2 separate regions of the Macaca mulatta genome follow, and region 1 is linked to region 2. A link is a contact called in public Hi-C data. All regions are on one chromosome and are shown on one strand. Each heading gives the region's core, a stretch centred on a gene start, on an enhancer-like site or on the middle of the called end of the contact. The rest is flanking DNA. Distances are from core to core; before and after follow the strand shown. Region 1 overlaps LOC144340414 (a long non-coding RNA gene). Region 2 holds the start of CDKN1A (cyclin dependent kinase inhibitor 1A).

Evidence for each region. A called contact is a pair of places that touch in the nucleus more often than the background predicts.
Region 1: a contact with region 2 is called in a Hi-C map of liver, with 5 times the contacts expected there. The contact joins the enhancer-like site here to the promoter of CDKN1A in region 2. A contact is called at or near these places in 8 of 14 Hi-C or Micro-C datasets (CD4 T cells, blood, cortical neurons and 4 more).

What each region holds. Positions count from the first base shown.
Region 1 is chr4:145,623,991-145,626,947 of T2T-MMU8v2.0, forward strand. The region is part of intron 2 of LOC144340414 (a long non-coding RNA gene); the gene reads left to right. Among named protein-coding and RNA genes, the nearest start is that of SRSF3, 40 kb to the right of the region's middle. Within about 2 kb of position 1,516, at least 9 of the 40 cell types and tissues checked have an H3K27ac peak or open chromatin away from gene starts, as enhancers often do. A contact at or near this core is called in liver, where this site is marked.
Region 2 is chr4:145,572,409-145,575,726 of T2T-MMU8v2.0, forward strand. It overlaps CDKN1A (cyclin dependent kinase inhibitor 1A), which reads right to left and starts at 1,318. Exons shown (of 3, transcript NM_001194722.2): 1 at 1,105-1,318.

The sequences.
Region 1 (2,957 bases), core at 266-2,765, 52 kb after region 2:
TCTGGTTTAAGCGACTGATTTGCCTTTTTGGTTACATGTGGCTAAATTTAATCTTTATCTGATGCTGGAGACCAGTGGCTGTCTCACCAGGAAGTTGTCCAAGGGACCCAACCACCTTGGAGACCCAGTGTCATGGTCAGGTGCTATGATGCCAATATCACACCAAGGAGATGATCTCACCAAGAGACGCTACTGCCTCTTGGAGCCTTATTATGCAGTGAAAAAAAGGCTCCCCAGGCAGGGATTTATCCTTTTGGCCCAAATTCCCAGGTGTCTGTTACCTCCTCACTGTCCTCTAGCTGCTCAGAGCTCTGTGGCACCTCCCCAAGCAAGTACTCCACACACCCCCAACCCTTCCCACACTCTCCCTCGAAACGTAGCTGTTCCCTCTGCCCTTCTATTTGATCTCTGCTTGTAGGCAACAGCTAGCACATCTGACATGTGAATTGGAGTTACTGGGTTAATGTGTCATTCTCCCAAGTAATAGATGTGCATTTTTGACAGGGCCCTTCTGGAAACAAGGCCTTATGCCCAGAGCTGAATGACGTAAAAATCCCCAGAAAAACAAGAGGCCGCCCTGGTGCTGGTCTCACTTCCTCTGTTCCACTCCTGTTTCCTCCTTTTTTTTTTTTTTTTTTTTTTTGAGACAGAGTCTTGCTCTGTCACCTAGGCTGGAATGCAGTGGCATGACCTTGGCTCACTGTAACCTTCATCTCCCGGGTTCAAGTGATTCTCCTGCCTCAGCCTCCCGAGTAGCTGGGATTACAGGCATGCACCACCACACCCGGCTAATTTTGTTTTTTGTTTGTTTGTTTGCATGTGTTTTTTGTTGTTGTTTTGTTTTGTTTTTTGAGATGAAGTCTCACTCTGTTGCCCAAGCTGGAGAGCAGTGGCACAATCTTGGCTCACTGCAGCCTCCACCTCCCAGGTTCAAGTGATTCTCCTGCCTCAGCCTCCCAAGTAGCCGGGATTACAGGCATGTGCCACCATGTCCGGCTAATTTTGTTGTTGTGGTGGTGGTGGTGGTTGTTTTCCTTTTTGAGACAAAGTCTCACTCCGTTGCCCAAGCTGGAGTGCAGTGGTACCATCTCAGCTCACTGCAACCTCCACCTTCTGGATTCAAGCGATTCTCCTGTCTCAGCCTCTCGAGTAGCTGAGACTACAGGCACGTGCCACCATGCCCGGCTAATTTTTGCATTTTTAGTAGAGACAGGGTTTCACAATGTTGGCCAGGCTGGTCTTGAACTCCTGACCTCGTGATCCGCCCACCTTCGCCTCCCAAAGTATTGGGATTACAGGTGTGAGCCACTGTGTCTGGCCTAATTTTGTATTTTTAGTGGAGACGGGGTTTCTCCATGTTGGTCAGGCTGGTCTCAAACTCCTGACCTCAGGTGATCCACCCGCCTCGGCCTCCCAAAGTGCTGAGATTACAGGCGCGAGCCGCTGCACCCAGCCCCGTTTCCTCCTGTATCCTGTCCTCTCCCTTGGCACAGCTGGCCTTGGCCACAGCTCCTAACTCAGCAAATGCCAGCTCCCCACCCTCCTCCACCATTCTGCCTGAGCTCCCGTACTGAAAGCGAAAGGAGGAGTTGGAACAGAAAGAAAAAAATAATAAAACCACTGAAAGAGAAGAAACAGCTGGCAGAATATTGGAAAGATTCCCAGGCGGGAATTCCCAGCCCTCAAGGCCTATGCCAGCCAGGCTGAGGAAGTTCTTAAAGAACAATCTTGAAATCAGCTCTTGACGTCGTTCCCAGCTCATGGGAGCACCTAACCCCTTGTCCCTGCCCTGGCCCGGAGGGAGGTATGTTCCTGAAGTTGGAGTTGAGTTTTGAGGGACAGAGCAGAGCTAGGGTGGGAGGGAGAGGGGAGGGCAGGGGGGACTCCAGGGAAGAATGGACCCTGGTGGGTAGGGTCACAAGGTGCCTGAGGGTCCAGGCCCTTCTGAGCTTCCGGGAAGTGCACAGTGAAAAGGAGGTTTGGCAAAGCCATGTGCCCAATGGTACGTGTGAAGGTGTGGGGAGGGGCACTCTAAGAGGCTGAACTGACAGCAGCCAAAAAATAAAGTTGGCTGCTCTTGCCTAAGGCACAGTGAGATCCTATATCCATTCAGGAAGCACAGAGGAAAACTGGAAGAGGCTGGAACAGGGGTCAGGCTTGTGCTTGTGGGAGTCTGGATCAGGTGTGGCAGTGATGGGCAGACAGGGAGATAAGAGCAGTGGTGTCACCTGCGTAAAAGTGTGGCTCTGGCCATGCAAGGGGTCTGCAGACTGGCCACCAAGGGGCTGGTGTCCGGATTTCTCAAAAAGAAATGTGGGCCAGGCACAGTGGCTCATGCCCGTAATCCCAGCACCTTCAGAAACCAAAGCAGGCAGATCACTTGAGGTCAGGAGTTCAAGGCCAGCCTGGCCAACATGATGAAACACTCTCTCTACCAAAAATACAAAATTAGCCAGGTGTGGTGGCACACCTGTAATCCCAGCTACTCGGGAGGCTGAGGCAGGAGAATCACTTGAATCCAGGAGGCGGAGGTTGCAGTGAGCCGAGATCGCGCCACTGCACTCCAGCCTGGGTGACAGAGCAAGACTCCATCTCAAAGAAAAAAGAAATGTGAAAGGCCCAGCCATGCACAGAAGGGAAGAGGGGATGGGGGTGGGTCAGAGTGGGGAATGGGAGTGTGTGTATGACTCACCTAAACACCAAGTTTGGGGATCGGCTGAGAGAATCCGGAGAGAAGGCCTGAGGCTGGACATTATGCAAAGAATCATCACATCATCTGGCCAAGCCTGGGAGCCCCAGAAAGGCCCTCTCTCTCTTCATGAATTTCAGTGAATAAAAATAAAAACATAACCCACGGTGAACTGGTAATCAGTCCACTTTGACCAGGGAGGGAATGATTTCTGCCAAGTTCACTAATTCCTGTTAAGATATGGCCTGAGAAATGTTCCAAGCCCTAT
Region 2 (3,318 bases), core at 68-2,567:
TCCCCCAGGGGTTCTGGACCGAGAGGATGCGCTGTGATCCGCGCCAAGTGGCGGCGCCCCAGGGGGCGACTCGCCCCCCTGCTCCGCTCAGCCCTGTCGCTTTCCGAGAGGGAATCTGGGCTAGGTCGGGGCGCCACCGAGGCAGCTGATGGAGGCCCTGAGCAGCGTCGTGCCCCCCAGAATCCCCACCCCGCAAAGACCTGACCCCTTACCACCTCCCACCCAGGCGTGGGCTCTGCTCTCGCCCCGGAGTCCAGCGCCCCGACCCGAGGGCAGGCTGGGCCGTGATTCTCCCGGCCGCGGTGGGAAAGAGTTAGAGGAGACCCTTGCCCTTCCCCGACTGACAGGCTGGTTGGAGCCCGCCCAGCGCAGAGTCGGGACTCCCCGACCCCTAGCGAAGCGGGGACCCGACGCGGTGTCCTGGACCTCCGGTGCCCTGCTTCCCTGGGAACAAGCTGTTCCAGCCAAATAGGTCACTGTGCCGATGGGAGGACGGAGACCGCGGCGGGGCAGGGGAGAGGGCTTCGGGAGTCCCACTGTACCCCTTCCCGGGCGGGGTTCTGACCTCATACAGTCCGTTCCCTGGGGTCTCCTTGTCACAATGAGTCACCTCCTCGTTTGTCCTTAGGGGACGTGTCCTGGCACACTCCCAAGGGCCGGGAAACAGCCCGCGCTGACCTCAGTGCCCAGCCAGGTGGTGGACACAGTGGCGTAGAGGACCTGAACCTGGGACCTGGGCCAGGGCGGCGCCAGTTGGATCCGAGAGCCGCCTAGGACCGATCCTAGACGAATTTACTCCACTCCGCTTTCCTCGCCCCTCCTGGGCCCCTCCAGGGACACGGACTTCATCCCCAGGCCGCGAGCAAACTGCGCCTGGGGCCTGCAGCCAACCGCAGCCAAAGGCGAGCTCTCAGAGCAGTCCGGTCCACGCCCTCCCTCGCCCCAGCTGGGTTTCCAGGGGCGGGGATCGTGACCGGGGATCCCTGTACTGGTAATCCCGCTCTCTGCCCGGGGTCTCCGGCACATCCCGACCCCCGTCACCCGCGCACTTACAGATACCGTGTGCGCAAGCCGAGCGCGCACCGATCCACGCCCGTCATTCACCTGCCACAGAAACACCTGTGAACGCAGCGCACACCCGCGAACACGCATCCTCGCGGACACGCACGGACACACGCGGGCACGCTCGGCTTGGCTCTGGGCCGCCGGCCCGGGGTCCCCTGTTGTCTGCCGCCGCTCTCTCACCTCCTCTGAGTGCCTCGGTGCCTCGGCGAATCCGCGCCCAGCTCTGGCCCCACAAGGAACTGACTTCGGCAGCTGCTCACACCTCAGCTGGCGCAGCTCAGCGCGGCCCTGATATACCACCGCCCCGCCCGGGCCCGCCTCAAGGAGGCGGGACCCGCGCTCGGCCCACCGCGCCGCCCGGGACCGCCCTCCCCGGGGCCCAGGCTCCTGGCTGCCCAGCGCCGAGCCAGCTGAGCCTGGCCGAGTTCCAGCAGGCCAGCCGGTCCGGAACCTCGCGTGCTGCAGGAGGGCACTTCCCTCCTCCCCCAGTCCCTCGCCTGCGTTGGTGCGCTGGACATATTTCCCCACGAAGTGAGCCACAAATCTGGCTTTTTTTACTTGGAGAATGAGTTGGCACTCCCCAGGAGGACACAGCACTGTTAGAATGAGCCCCCTTTCTGGCCCACCGTTGACCCACTCTGGGGGTCGGGGAGTCCGACCTGGCAGGCAAGGATTTACCCAATGCAGCTGAAAAGATCAGGAGGATGACATTAATAAATACAAATTCATAAATAATAAAAACGATGCACCTCTCTGCAATTTCCAGAAAAGTTCTATAATATCACCTCTATTCCCACTGATCCCTCACTAGGTCACCTCTCCCAGAAGCATCTGGAGCACCTAGACACCCCAACAAAGCATCTTGAGGCCGGAATGCTTTTCCAGTCCCGTTTATTTCACAGATGAGGAAATTGAGGTCCACTGAACTTAAGTATACAAAGTTGTTGATTGTCACATGCTTCCAGGAAGGAGGCAATTGGAGACACTACCAGAAAAGGGCAACCTGATCTCCAGGGAAACCGAAGAATTGGACATTGAACCAATCTCTGTACACCCTACACTCACCTCAACAGACGAAACCCCTGTGGTTGCAGCAGCTTTGTTGGCCAGGAAGGGGAGGATTTGACGAGTGAGTTGTCTGTCTCCTGAATACTCCCCACATAGCCCCTGTACGCTTCTGGGGAAACTGGGGCTCAGAGAAGTCTAGTGACCTAACTCAGATCATGCAGCAAAGAAATGACTATAGTTGGAACACAGGCCTTTTGCCTCCTGCCCAGGATTCTCTGCTTGTCATCCTTTATTTCTGTGGCTCCAGAATGACAAAAATGCCAAATAACCCTCATTTGCACATGGTTTATGGAGATGACATAAAAAAAGGACAACTCTGGAAGTGTCTACTGGTGCTTCTGACAGACACAGAGATGAATGACAAGTCTATCCGCTCCCATCTACCGCACACCCCTGCCCTCCCTTGGACTTCACCTTTGCCTCCTTTCTGAGCCTGAAACATTTGCAGTTTTGCTTTTAAAAAATTGCAGAGGATGGATTGTTCATCTGAACAGAAATCCCACTAAAAAACAGAACCCAGGCTTGGAGCAGCTACAATTACTTACATCTCAGGCTGCTCAGAGTCTGGAAATCTCTGCCCAGACATGCCCAGTCTTCTTCCTTTAACACAGCTGACCTCAGGGAGGACAGGCTTCTTTCTCCTCTGCTGTGTGAATGGGAGCCCGTAGGGGTGGGAGGACACAGCAGCAGACCCCCTCGGCCTGCCTGGTCCTAGAGTCAGGCCAGGATTGTGGCTAAACCCCAGAAAGGCCACAGCACGGCCTCAGGACCCCACTCTAAGCCCCACTGCTGTCTGCACCTTCCCTCCTATACATCCAAACCATCCAAAGGGTGGGTTGTCAAATGTCCAGCAGAGGATAGGCATCTCCTCCCACGGCCTTGAAGCCCCTCTGCTTTCAAGCATTTCAAATAGACTAGACATTGTCTGTTTACTTTGGGGGAAAAAAATTTTTTTAATAAAGGCTTGTAATGAATTATTTACAGTTTTCTGGTACTGAGCTTCACAATGAAATAATTCTTTTTGTTGTTGTTTTTGGGAAATAATTTTTTTTATAATTTCTAGCTCACCACCACCACCACATTCAATATTTCTTAAGTACCTACTAAGTGTCTAGTACTATTCGGTGCTTTAAAAAAAAAGTTTGCAGCCATGCACTTGAATGTGTACACAGACACACTCTAAGG